2 separate regions of the Zea mays genome follow, and region 2 is linked to region 1. The links are chromatin contacts, called in public Hi-C maps. All regions are on one chromosome and are shown on one strand. The core of a region is the stretch at or near the end of the contact, and the rest is flanking DNA. Distances in the headings are between cores, read along the strand shown. Region 1 holds the start of LOC100191874. Region 2 has its middle 91 kb from the start of LOC103650282.

Region 1 (6,723 bases), core at 2,194-4,693:
ACTAAAACGATAGTTAATAATATACCAATGAATATAGTATTCATTTTAAATATCTAGGTCACATGTTTCTAAACTAAAGGTAAAGATAAGTAATAGAGTAATTAAGTTCTCTCATAATCTAGTTAATTAGATTTATATTTCATATTGTTCACAACTGGTTATATAGGCTTAATTAATCATTTAATCAAACTTAGTCCATGTCATATATATATCAATTAGTTTTCTAGACATGATTAATATTATCCATCAAATTAGTCCATATTATTTATATATATATCACTTGGTTTTTCCTAAAGAATAAACTAATGAAATTAGTGTTCATGTTCTTTAATAATAATTAAAATGTTAGTTATATATTGTTTTGTATATAGCTTTCTTAATAAAGAATATAGGATATGTACTTTCTAATAAAAATAAAATATAGTTGTTTGTTCATTGTCCTTTTGCATAAAAGTTCATTTAAGGCATATATCATAGCTTTCCATAAATAGGTGTTTAATAATAATGATCTTTTCACATAAAACATATTTAGACTTATATCTTAATTTGTCATAAGTGATTGGTTAACAATATTTTATAATATGTTTCATAATGCTTCATAAATTAATGTTTAATAATGTGTTTCGTAACTCATTAACCTTAGATATAACTTATATCTTTTCTACAAGGTTAAGGTTTAATATCGTTATAACGTGTTTTATCATCTTATAAACCCTTAATGTTAGACATATCACATATGAAGTTTTATAAAAGATTAAATTGGTGAACCTAATATTGGTATATTTTAATTAAGATATTTTTTAAGCTCATGTATTGTTTTATAAAGTATAGATCACACATTGTTGAAAAGAATACCCTCTTATTATAATCGTTACTTGCGACGTTTTTCAAAAACGAATGCTCTTTTCGTTAGGCTTTCTTTTAGCTTTACGTATGGTGAACGTTGTATGTTATTGAGTGGTGTTTGTTCTTCTTGTTTGTTTGTGTGATATTCAGTGGTTGATCTAGTAGTTAAGAATCAAGATCTATCCCTATCCGTGGAAGAACCCCAACTTTTCTATAAGCAAGGCAAGTGGACTTCTCCCTCTGCATACTCTGTGTGATCCCAAACAATACATTTAATAAAGTTTATTCTTGGATATATATGCATAATTTGATGGGTTTCCTATTCAGATCCTCCTAACCTTTCCAACCTTATTCCTTGTTAACATGGGTTTTGATCTAATTAAGTAGCTATGCTATTACTACAACTTTAACTCTATGATGTTACTCCTACTGATGATATCAATGTTCCAAATGGTAAGTTACATTATTGTTGTTAATCCGATGATTAAGCAAGATCATATTGTGATAATTGGAACATGGAGTGACCACCCGGGAAAACAGTGCAACCACGAGTGATATCATGGCTTTGGCTTTGGTAATTAGCTTTATATGCTTAGTACCTAGCAACCTTACCTGAAATATGGGAAAGAGGGGGAGCGGCAATGGTGGCAGCTCACGTTAACATGGGGACGTATTCTTGGCTAAGGTACCTCACCCGGAGGGCCTCCACACCGTCTTTAGAAACCTTAGCAGGTTGCTTAGCATTAAGAGTATTCTATGAAAGCCTCATAGTGGATCCCTAGCCACTCACCTCGGAAGTGTTTACGGGTTTTGGCCGACCCAGGCTAGAGGGGATACACGGCTTGTGGGTAAAGTTGTACCAGCTCTGCAGAGTGTAAAACTGATAAATCAGCCGTGCTCACGGTTATGAGCATCCTGGACTCCTCACATGATAATTGAACTTGAAGATGGAAATAAATCGAGATCCGATGATCTGCCAATGGTTTGCTTAAGTGGTTTCACTTAAGTGTTTTTGACATACTCTTATACCTTTGTTTAATGGGAATACTTGGGATTCACACTTATTAGTAAGTCAAGTGTTGTTAATAAAATGTTGACCAACTAAAATGCTAACCGCATTTAACTTTAGCCTTACCTTGTTACCTTGCATTTTGATGTCCATGTTTCGCTGTACTTTGATGAATAAAGGTTAAGACATTATGTCTGTTCAAAGTGTAATATGTTAATATAATCGTTATTTACGCTTTTATGCATTGTTCTTTTGATATATTACACTTGTGGCATCAACATATGTGTGGAAATAGATCCTGGCACACATATGCTATGCACCCGGCTCTGCCCCTTAGAAACGGGTGTGACACTACCAGTGGCGGAGGTGGAGTCGGATGGCTTCGTATCTACAAAAAAACATATTACTTTCAATAAAAATTTCGGCAGCACCTCCCCTATATGGTGAGGTTTCTAAAACCTGAAGAGAAACGAACAACACGATGGGTGACATACACATTCACTTATCTAACTAGTGGTATGTAACTAAGTACACAAACTAACTAGCAACTTTGTACTAAAGTAAACAAAACTAAACTAAACATATTAAACAAAAATAAACTAACTATACTAAACTAATCAAAACTAAACTAACTAAGTCCACAAACAAGTACAAAAACTAACTAGCAAGTTTGTATGAAAGTAAACCAAACTAAAATATATACTAAACAAACTAAATAACTACACAAAACTAAACTAAATATACTAAACTTAATAACTAAAGTAAACTAAAATATATACTAAACTAACCTAGAGTAAAATTTGTAACTAAACTAACATTTATACTTAACTAAACCTAGAGTAAAGTTTGTACTAACCTAAACTAAACCTAGGCGTGCGACATTGACCTCAAGGAGACGAAGGTGCGACAACAAGGCAAGGCGACGTTGGCGAGGCGATGGCGTGCTTCCGGACCGATGACGTCGCACGTGACGGTCGCGTGGAGGCTCGTGGCAGCGCGGCGCTCGAGGGCGACGACGCGGGTGCTCGGGGCGGCGGCTCATCACGACGCTCGAGGCTGGCGTCGGAGCGGGGATCGGGGCGAGGCCTGCGGTGGTGAAGCACAAAGATTGGGCGGTAGCAGTGAGTGAGCGAAGGTGAGGGAGAGAATGGGAAGGAGGAGCTCAGTCCGAGCCTAAATCCTAGCCTCGCGCCAAGTTTTATGATGCCGAGCTAGGGGACCACGATGGTGTTGCGTTAGCATTATCCGCCAGCGCGACACGTACCTCGGTGCCACAGACTATGACGCTGAGACGTGATACCTCAACGCCACGGGCTGTGGCGACGAGCAAAAGGTCCAAAAACAATATTAATTCGTCCAGAAATCTAAACGCGATTTTTTAAAAAAAACTAAAATACAAAATATCCGGACATGGACACAACCTACTCGACCGAACAGCGGGCATATGGGCCAAAGCCCACCTGGCAGAGATCATGAGGGGGAAGGCCCGTCTAGCCCAGCCCAGCCAAGCCCATCCCATCCCCACGAGGACAAAGCAGAGCAAGGTCCTCCGGGCCCCCATAGCGTCCCGCAACCCTCCGGGCCCGGCGACACAAGGCAAGGAAAAAAAAGGATGGCTCTCCGGCGCAACGCCGGATCCCTCGCGCTCCGCGCCGCCGCCTACCTCCGCCGCCACCGTCCCCATCCTCCTCCCCCACTGGCCCTCGCCGCCCCCGCTCCCACTCCCATACGCTCCCCGCTGGCCCCGCCTTTCCGGCACTTCGCTGCTCCGCCTGGTACTCAGGTAGGCACCCCTCTTCGCTGCTGCCTCCGTTCACCCCGCCTTCCCTGCCGCGCTGCCTCGTGACCGTGGGCTTTGTGGTGACCCGTTCCGTCCCGTTTCGGTTTTGAAGACCAATAGGAAGCGAGGCAAGGAGGAGGACGATGCCAGCGCGGGCCCGCGCATGAACAACGCCATCGCCGCTCCCTTCGTCAGGCTCGTCATGGATGAAGGCCACAACATTCTCCCCCGGCATGAAGCCTTGCAGCTTGCGATCAGGATGGACATGGACTTGGTTGAGGTACACTGTCTTCCATTCCATATGCTTATCTTGGATTCATTTTTCTTTTCCCTAACCATAGGTTACATATCGTTATGACACTGTTTGAGTAATTTGATCCCTGCAGTTGCAGCCAATTGATGTTGCTTATAGTAGTACCAAATATTAGATACTGTGACATTACAGACATCGTGTTACTTATACGTACCCACTTCACATAATAAGCATGTAGTGCTGATGTATATCACACAAGAAATAAAAAGTTTGCTTGTAAAAGTAGAACACATTACACACATGCCTTTTGGTGTGATAGTCTTGTAAAATTATGTAAATGTGGATGACAAACTAGGCTCGTCACAGGTCCATATTATACAGTAGCGACCCGACAACAACCATGTGCCAGATTACAGAAAACAATTAGCAGCTTAAAGTACAAGTCAAGGAACTAACAAGAATATCTCTATTTTCTATACACAACTTTAGAAGAGTACTAACTTGCTGATAGCTGTGGTGATGCATACCATAAAGAAGATATATATACCATACAGGAGATATGCACATACTTATCTAACAAGCCTTCATGTAGGTTTTCTTTTCTTGTGAGCCTCTCCACATTTGCGGGGGAAGGCTCGCCTCAATTTATCCCTTCTCCAGACCATAATTTTCAGATCGCCTGATCGCATGATCGATCCCACTGGGCGATTAGGCGTCGATCAAGGCGATTAGTCGCCCCTGATCGACCCTAATCGCCCCCCTGGCCGTCCTGTGTATTCCAGGATAGTCATATATATAACACTATATATAGTATATACTATAGAGACTTGCAGTAGTATAAATAGTCCAATATTCAATACTTGAATAGTCCAAAACAGCAGTACATCCAGCTTACTAGATCAGTACAGCAGCAACAAGTTTATTCAATACTTGAATAGTTCATAATAGCACAGCATCAACAAGTTTATATGAAACCGCAAGTCTACAACTTACTAGATCAGTAGACCATGACCAAGAAGGCTTCAGATGAGGAGCTCATCTCCAGTCCCTATGTTCTCTTTTCTCCCAGGCGATGTAGAGAGAAAGGTGTTGCCGTGTTGGAGCCTTGGAGGGAGAGAGAAGGGTGAAAGGAGAGGGAAGGGAGCTGGGAAGAGAGAAGGGTGTTTTTTGATTTTCTCCCAGCCGTCAGGGAAAATGAAAAGATAGGTAGAGCTAGGGGGCTAGCTCTATTAATCATGGGCAGTCAGTCAAACAGACTGTTGGACTACCCGAGCACAAACTGGACTGTTGGGGCCAGTCTAGACTGTTGGACTACCTCTATTAATCGCAACTGATCGGCTCGTAGGCGATTAATCATTCCATATCGTCACCTAATCGGACGATATGGACAATCAGTAACACTAATCGAGTCAAATGCCCTAATCGAGCACAGAGAAACGATCAGCCTGACTAATCGTGATTAGTCGGATGATCTGAAAACAATGCTCCAGACCAAATCCATGTTGGAACTACCCTTGTGCTTTTGGGTGCTTGGTGTAGTAGTGACTGGCAGGAGCTGTCTCAATGAGTCACCACTCACCAGATCACGGCTTCGTGGTAGGCTCTCCGCATTTGCATGGGGAAAGACTTGCCTCAGTTTATCTCTTCCCCAGATCCCGCTCATGTGGGAGCCTCCGGCAGTGGGTCTGCCATGTGCTTTTGGATGCGATGTGGGATATTGACAGATATCGGATGAAATGCATTCTAGGAAGACCGCTTTCCTTGTATTTCTCCAAATGAATGTCCTGTCATTGTCAATCTAGAAGCGAAACAAGCTTGCTAGTGTCTTCTTATTATACTTACTAGGTATATGCCCGTGCGTTGCCACGAGGCGAAGGAGCGGGTGGATCGGCGCCTAGACTACAAATATAATTATTGTTTATTTCTAAACACTAAGGTAGGTGTGGTCTCGTGGTTAGCCCCAAATTTCTATAGCAAGTGGCGTGGGTTCAAGTGCTCGCTTTGCACTATTTTTTGCGCGCGCTACGCGGGCGCTGGACATGAGGGGTGAAGCTGTGGTATCATGATGACATGACCTACAATTTAACTCTCAGTTTAGTATCATGATATCATGAACTATAATTTAACTCTAATCTAGCCACACTAAAATTTGGTGTGATGCATTGAAAGTGAAGGCATGAGGGGAGGGAAAAGAGGCAGTAGGGCGAAAGGGTGACGGTGGATGAGACGCGCGGAGGGCTATCATCTTTATCCACAACGGTTTGCGCAGAGGCGGGGCTAGGGAAGTGGAGCGTTCGTGGACTGTTCACTTCATATTAAAGTCAGACTGCTGTAGTTATAATCTATAGAGACAAAACACTATATAAATAGTAGAAAAGTCGTTTCGGATTAAAGACAAGCGAACAGCTTGTCGTCTTTCATGGACGGTAAGAGTCTGGAGCATCTTCCTCATTGAAATTTTCTCTTCTTTTTGTAATCAGTTCAGTTCGTAGGTTAATGGACTGGGTAAGATTATTAGTGCTTTGTCATGTTATTTAGATTCTAGAATACCAATATACATACATGTATGAAAATTACCCAATGCCACCATTAGTGCAAACCCATCGTCCAAGCTTGTCAGATCAACCAGGCTAGTAACCTCACCAAGCTAGTAGCTTTGCTCCAACCAACCATGAGAGTTTGTAGCACATAAGTGCATGTCTGACCGACTGAATCTATATCCTTTGGCTCATGCAAGAGTTAGTGGCAGTGGCAACTTCAGTTTCCATCAAAACACCCTTCCAACCATCAATTTTCCTTGCATACATGTCTACCCGATGCACCTCCATGTCCACT
Region 2 (6,723 bases), core at 1,214-3,713, 510 kb before region 1:
ATAACTTTTGATCCATGAAGTTATAGCCTGCACTCTCTATAAAAAACTGTTAGAGGGTAGTGTGGTGAGTAATTTTAATTAAGGTGAATTCCCCTGAACTAGCCTAGAAATAGGAGAAAATAGTCTCTAAAAACATGCTATCAGGCTATAGATTTCAGACTTAGAGGAGTTAACTGAAACTGAATTTTTAGTGAGTGTGCTCGACTTTGGGGCAATGTAACTTATGACTCGTGTATTATTAGCTCAGGGATGTTATAGAAAAGTTGTAGATCGTACCTTAGGGAACAATTTTGGTTAAGTATCATTAGTTGGTTACCATATGAAATAATGAGATAAAGAGGTATAAACAGGAATGTTCAGGTAGGTACTTGGGTACGATTTCAGTCTGGACAGGTGCAGAAATCTGAAAAGGAGTGTTTTCTTTGTTTCCCTGCTGTATTCTGTCGCATTGTTTAAATTGGAGGTAAGGAGTAAAGTGACTTGGGAACTTGTAGTGCTGGGAGAATGGTGTTATATACTGTAAATATCAAAGGCTCAATCGTTGTTCCTAGTAATAAAAAAAAAGTGAAAAGAAGAATCCTGTTGTCGGTTGCTTCCAGTCAAATGGTTATCCTTTCAACGTGGCACTGGATTGGCAGGGAACTGATCATGCGTGGAGCTCATGCAAGAAAACCTGTGTACCCCAGTGGGTGGAAGCAGCAATGATACACCTCGAGACTTCCTTCTCCCTATGTTTCTCACCTCCGCCAGAACCCATGTGCCGTCAGGCCGTTGTGCCAAAGTCGCCAGCGCCCTGCACTAGTCGTCGTCAACCGCTCGTGTGCCATTTTCCTCCGTGCTTGCTCGTCCTCTGTCAGGGGCTGGTAGTCAGCGCCCCGGCTTAGTCCCACATCGGCTAGCCAAGGGGGCCGTGGGCAGCTTAAAAGGGAGAGTCTCCCTCCTCTCATCAGCCTGGCTTTTGGGATGTGAGTGGTGGACTCTCTTGGCTGGGCCGGCCCACGAGCGCATGAACGCCCGAAGCTGTCGAGTGTGGGCTGGGTCGGGGGTTGGACGCTAACATCTGGTATCAGAGCCCGGTTTGGCCCATGCCTGCTTTGGGGGGCTTCCCAAGGGGGGTGGGATGTCAGGGGCTGGTAGTCAACGCCCCGGCTTTAGTCCCACATCGGCTAGCCAAGGGGGCCGTGGGCAGCTTATAAGGGAGAGTCCCCCTCCTCCCATCAGCCTGGCTTTTGGGATGTGAGTGGTGGGCTCTCTTGGTTAGGCCGGCCCACGAGCGCATGAACGCTCGAAGCTGTCGAGTGTGGGCTGGGCCGGGGGTTGGACGCTGACATCTGGTATCGGAGTCTGGTTGGCCCATGCCTGCCTTGGGGGGCTTCCCAAGGGGGGTGGGATGTCAGGGGCCGGTAGTTAGTGCCCCGGCTTTAGTACCACATCGGCTAGCCAAGGGGGCCGTGGGCAGCTTATAAGGGAGAGTCCCCTCCTCTCATCAGCCTGGCTTTTGGGATGTGAGTGGTGGGCTCTCTTGGCTAGGCCGGCCCACGAGCGCATGAACGCTCGAAGCTGTCGAGTGTGGGCTGGGCCGGGGGTTGGACGCTGACATCTGGTATCAGAGCCCGGTTTGGCCCATGCCTGCCTTGGGGGGCTTCCCAAGGGGGGTGGGATGTCAGGGGCTGGTAGTCAGCGCCCCGGCTTAGTCCCACATCGGCTAGCCAAGGGGGCCGTGGGCAGCTTAAAAGGGAGAGTCTCCCTCCTCTCATCAGCCTGGCTTTTGGGATGTGAGTGGTGGGCTCTCTTGGCTGGGCCGGCCCACGAGCGCATGAACGCCCGAAGCTGTCGAGTGTGAGCTGGGCCGGGGGTTGGACGCTGACATCCTCCTCCTGCTAGCCACGCGTTCCGAGCTTCTCCCAGCCATGGAGATCCCGGCCATGCAGCTCGCCCAGGACGGCCTCGGTCCTGCCCTCTGCTTCAGCTCCTCCCAGCCAGAGCGTCTTCCTCCCTGCGCGCCGTGAAATCCCTGCGCGCCACGGTTCCCAGCTCCCTCTGCTTACACATGGCGCTCGGATCTTCATCGGCCATGGTGCCTCGTCCTCGCCGCGTCCGAGCGTTCTGCTCACTGGCGTCGCGAGCCCAGCAGGAGCTCCCTCAGCTCGCCACGCTCTGCCGAGGCCCCTGCTCGACAGCGCGTTCTCCCAGCGTCGCATCCCCCTGCTTCTCTCCCTACTGCGTGCGCTCGAGCGCCCTGCGCTCTGCTCACTCGGCCCCTTGCTCGTTCCATGGCGCGCAGCCGCGTCCTCGAGCTCGGCTTCGAGCTCACCCAGCCCCTGCTTTGTTTTTTCCACGGCCGAGTCTCTTTTTCCTTGTTGACCGTGCAAGTCTCCTGATCGTGGGCAGCTCTGGCCCAGGCCCCTGCCGTGCCCGGGATATGGCGCGTTCCTATGCCCGGTCTTCGTCTCTGTCGCGCCGATCTGCGCTCGTCCGTGGCCGTCGAACCCGTCCAGCTCCTTGCTCGCCATGGCCCTGGTCATCGCATCATTGTGCGCAGCGGAAACGTGGTGGGCATTGGTCGCGGGCATGGCAGAGCGACGCGAGATCTGGGCACGCCGTCGTTTCTTTATGCCCAGCGTCGTGCCTTTTGTGCCCGTCATTCATTTCCTATTCACCACAACGCCGTCATCCCCTGCCGTGCCCTAGATGTTGTGCTCATTGTAGTCGGCATCGTCGACCGTCAATTCCATCAATAGCCACGTTCATTCGTTATTGTTTCGTACTCCGCCTCAAAGAAATCTAGGGAATGTGGGTAAAAAAAAAGCGAACTCCATCAGTTACTTCCATGGTGTGCTGAGACATGTTTTCACCGGATATCATCGTCAATCTCACGAATTCAAATCGGGTTTAGGTAACGATAAGCCGATTTATTGTTTCAGATAGTGTTTGATTGATGATTTGGATATATTAATTATGTCGGTCCTTTTGCTCATAGCATATGTGTATTGTGATAGTAGATATAATATTTATTAGGATACCCGAGTCGCTTGCAGCGATTTGGTCAAAGTCGGGTAGTGAATTGCCAGTTTGAGATGTAGGTTATGGAAATAGAGCTTCGGTAAGTATACTTGACGAGTATATTTAAACTATTTAAGTTAGTTTTAAGTATGGTTATGGCCGATTGTGGTTAGCATCATCGACCTATATCTTATGCATTTTAATTCATAACGTGGAAGCGTATGTCTAGTATAATTGAATTGATCTGATGTTGTGGTGTGTTTGTGTGCAATGGTGAATTAATCACATTGTGTAATGATCGTCGATGGGTAGGAGGTGTATATGTTAAATATAATTAAATAGGTTCCACGTATGTACTTGATGAGTAGTGGTCTTACCTATTGGTAAAATGTTCTGTTCATACGGTAATAGGATGAAGTTAGTATTTTGTAGAATGCTCGCGTTCTATTTATATTATGTCTGGTTATGTTGGTACATACATAAAAATTAGGTTGTCGTGATTATGATGATGACTTAATCGTAATATCTGGTGTTATTATTCCTTATATGTATTCATGTGCATAATGCATTTCAATTAGGTACGATGATTATTCACGTGATGCGGAAGACGTCCCAGTCGACCCAGGATAATGAGAGTGGGCATCTCCACAAGACGATGTCATCAGTCAGATGAACCTAAAGATGGATAATCTGACGAATGTCAAGACAAAGGATGGTCGGCAAGTGATCGACGTCTAACAACACTAACCTAGTGTTATCCAGGCAAGCCCCGTTGCATTTGCCACCTCCTTGCTATTTTAAAACCTTTATCACCTTGTTTGATGCATTAGGTGATAGGAGTTGTGTGCTAAACCATTGATGCATTTCCTTCCTTTGAAAATTGATTACCCTTCCTTGATACCCTTTTATGAAAAGGATTTTTTATGCTTAGCCTTGCTTTAGAAAAACAAAATGTTTTGTTTTTAGAACAAAAGTGATGCTACAGATTGGATGGGAATTTTTCAAAAATAAAACTTGATGGTGAATCCATCATGGCCATGATAGATTCAACATCGGAAAAGATGTACCTCTGCCAGGTACCAAACTTTGGGTTTAATTAATAAAGCTGAGTTCAGGCAGGTGACTTGCACGAGAAAGGAGTCTCGGTGTAGTGTCTCCGTCTGAGTCGTTTAAGGACCGTACCGATTGTTGGCCTGCTGATCTAGGACCTTTTATCTGGCCACATACCTCGTCATGGGTAAACCTGAACCCGGCTATTCCATACATGAAAAGACAATCGCGTACTGGGAGTGGAGAGATGGCGAGAGTGACATGTACCCTCCTGGCAACGGACCGCCTAAAAGGGGTGGTGTGCTCTCGGGTGGCGCGGACCTGTTCATGTGGTGGAGGATCCGTGAGAATGGTAGACATGTGCAAAAGAGTTAAGGGAAGCATGTGTTGTGTGGTTGGAGATCCCCAGCTGGTTATTAATCGATTCGGATCGCCAAACTTCTCGGATATGAAGACTGGATCTTCGACCCTCATCGTAGATAACAAGCGAAACAAGAGTTGGATTTTAAAAGAAAGCTAGTGTAGGACAAGTGAATGCTCTAGATTAGGCAAATCTAGATTTAGGAAAAGTACTTAATTTGTGATGTAAAATTTTGGTTTAAGGACCCACTTCTAGTAAGCTTTTCTACAAAAAGAGTCTTTGAAAATTGATGAGCTTTACCTTGAATCCCTCTAGCCAGGATATCCTTGAGAGTCTTTTCTTTAGTCGGGTAAGTCTTGCTGAGTACTTGCGTACTTAGGGTTCTACCCATTGTTGCTGCAGATTACGAGTCACTTGATTGTGATTGGTGTTAGGCGCCGGTGGGCACGACCTTCTTATAAGTCTAAGTAACCCTTCTAAACTTCTTATTGAGGATTGTCCCTGAGCTAGCATATATTTCAAACTTATAAATAATTTATAACATTTGAAAGTTATCACTTTGAACCACTTTTGTAACCACTCCGATAAATATAATTGTCGGCGTTTCAGACCCGGGGGGTCCGTAAGCCAACCAGTAAATTTGTCGCTGCGTGCCCCTGCCCAGATGGGTTGGCGCAAGATGGAACACAAGAGGAAAACGCGACTCGTGTTATCTCGCACCAGGGGGTGCTATTAGTAGGGGTTACAAGCGTTCGCGAGAGAGAGAGAGAGTAAGCCTGTTCGTTTGCTCGTCCCTCCGCGCGACCCTCCCGCATGAAGGCCCTGGACCTCCCTTTTATAGATGCAAGGAGAGGGTCCAGGTGTACAATGGGGGGTGTAGCTTATGCGCTAACGTGTCTGGCAGAGAGGTGCCTGAGCCCTGTGTGCATGCCAACGTGGCTGTCGGAGAGGTGCTAGAGCCCTGTGTATGCGATAACATGGCCGTCGGAGAAGGGCATGAGCCCTGTAGAAGCACAGCTGGCGGTGCTGCTGGGATCCTGCTGACGTCTCCTTGCTTCCGTAGGGGGCTGAGAACCACCGTCGTCATGGACGCACGCGGGGAGCCATCATTACCTGTTACCGGAACGAGCCAGATGGGACGCCGATCTTGTTCTCTTGTAGCCTGAGCTAGCTAGGGGTAGGGTAATGATGTATCCTCTGTGGCGTGGTCGGTCCGAGCCCAAGGTCGGGCGAGGCGGAGACTTCTCCTGAGGCCGTGGCTGGGGTCGGGCGAGGACGCGATTCCTCCCGAGGCCGAGGCTGAGGCCGAGTCTTGGGGTCGGGCGAGGCGGAGACCTCCTCCCGAGGCCGAGGCCTGAGGTCGGGCGAGGCGGAGCTTCCTGTTGCGCCCGATGCTGAACTTGCTGCTGTCAGCCTTGCTCGGGTGGCTGGCACAGCAGTCGGAGCGGGGTGAGCGACGCTGTTTTCCTGTCAGATCGGTCAGTGAAAGGGCGAAGTGACTGCGGTCACTTCGACCTTGCCGACTGAGGCGCGTGTGTCAGGATAAGGTGTCAGGCGATCCTCGCATTGAATGCGCCTGCGATACGGTCGGTTGGTGAGGCGATTTGGCCAAGGTTGCTTCTCGACGAAGCCTGCCCGAGCTGGGCCTCGGGCGAGCCGAGGGTGCGCCCACTGCCTGAGGAGGCCCTCGGGCGAGGCGTGAATTCGTCCGGGACTACTGTTCCTGCCCGAGGCCGGGCTCGGGCGAAGCGAGATTGCGTCCCTTTGTAGACGAGGCCTTGACCTGAACCGTGCCCATCAGTCTTTGCAGTTTGTGCTGAGGGTGGTTACTAGCCGTGTTTAGGAGTGTTGGGGGTACCCCTAATTACGGTACCCGACAGTAGCCCCCGAGCCTCAAAGGGAGTGTTGGTACTCGCTTGGAGGCTTTGCCGCACTTTTTTGCGAGGGGACCGACCTTCCTCGATTATACTTTGTTCCGGTGGGTGCGCGCGAGCGCACCCGCCGGGTGTAGCCCCCGAGGCCTCGGAGGAGTGGTTTGACTCCTCTAAGGTCTTAATGCTTTTCGTGATGCTTCGATCGGCCTTGTTGCTCCCTTATGCGGCCTGGCCGTAGCCCGGGTGCATGGTCAGGTTCCGAGTTTTTAGGCTGGTTTGTGCCGGGTTGCGAGAGCAGCCCCCGACCCTCTACACGGAGCGAGAGGACGATCAAGGATTGTCTCAACTTTTATTATACGCCCCTTCGTCGCCTTTCCACAAGGAGGAAGGGGGGAAAGCGCCATGTTGCCCTCGGAGGGCACCGAACATGGTGTC

What was found. A called contact is a pair of places that touch in the nucleus more often than the background predicts.
Region 2: a contact with region 1 is called in a Hi-C map of ear, with 4 times the contacts expected there. The contact joins the enhancer-like site here to the promoter of LOC100191874 in region 1. A contact is called at or near these places in 6 of 25 Hi-C or Micro-C datasets (bundle sheath, ear, leaf and 1 more).

Annotation. Positions count from the first base shown.
Region 1 is chr3:109,665,348-109,672,070 of Zm-B73-REFERENCE-NAM-5.0, reverse strand. LOC100191874 reads left to right here and starts at 3,443. Exons shown (of 7, transcript NM_001137298.1): 1 at 3,443-3,638; 2 at 3,748-3,915. The coding sequence starts at 3,468.
Region 2 is chr3:110,172,396-110,179,118 of Zm-B73-REFERENCE-NAM-5.0, reverse strand. No RefSeq gene overlaps it. Among protein-coding and RNA genes, the nearest start is that of LOC103650282, 91 kb to the left of the region's middle. Within about 2 kb of position 2,463, at least 3 of the 20 cell types and tissues checked have an H3K27ac peak or open chromatin away from gene starts, as enhancers often do. A contact at or near this core is called in ear, where this site is marked.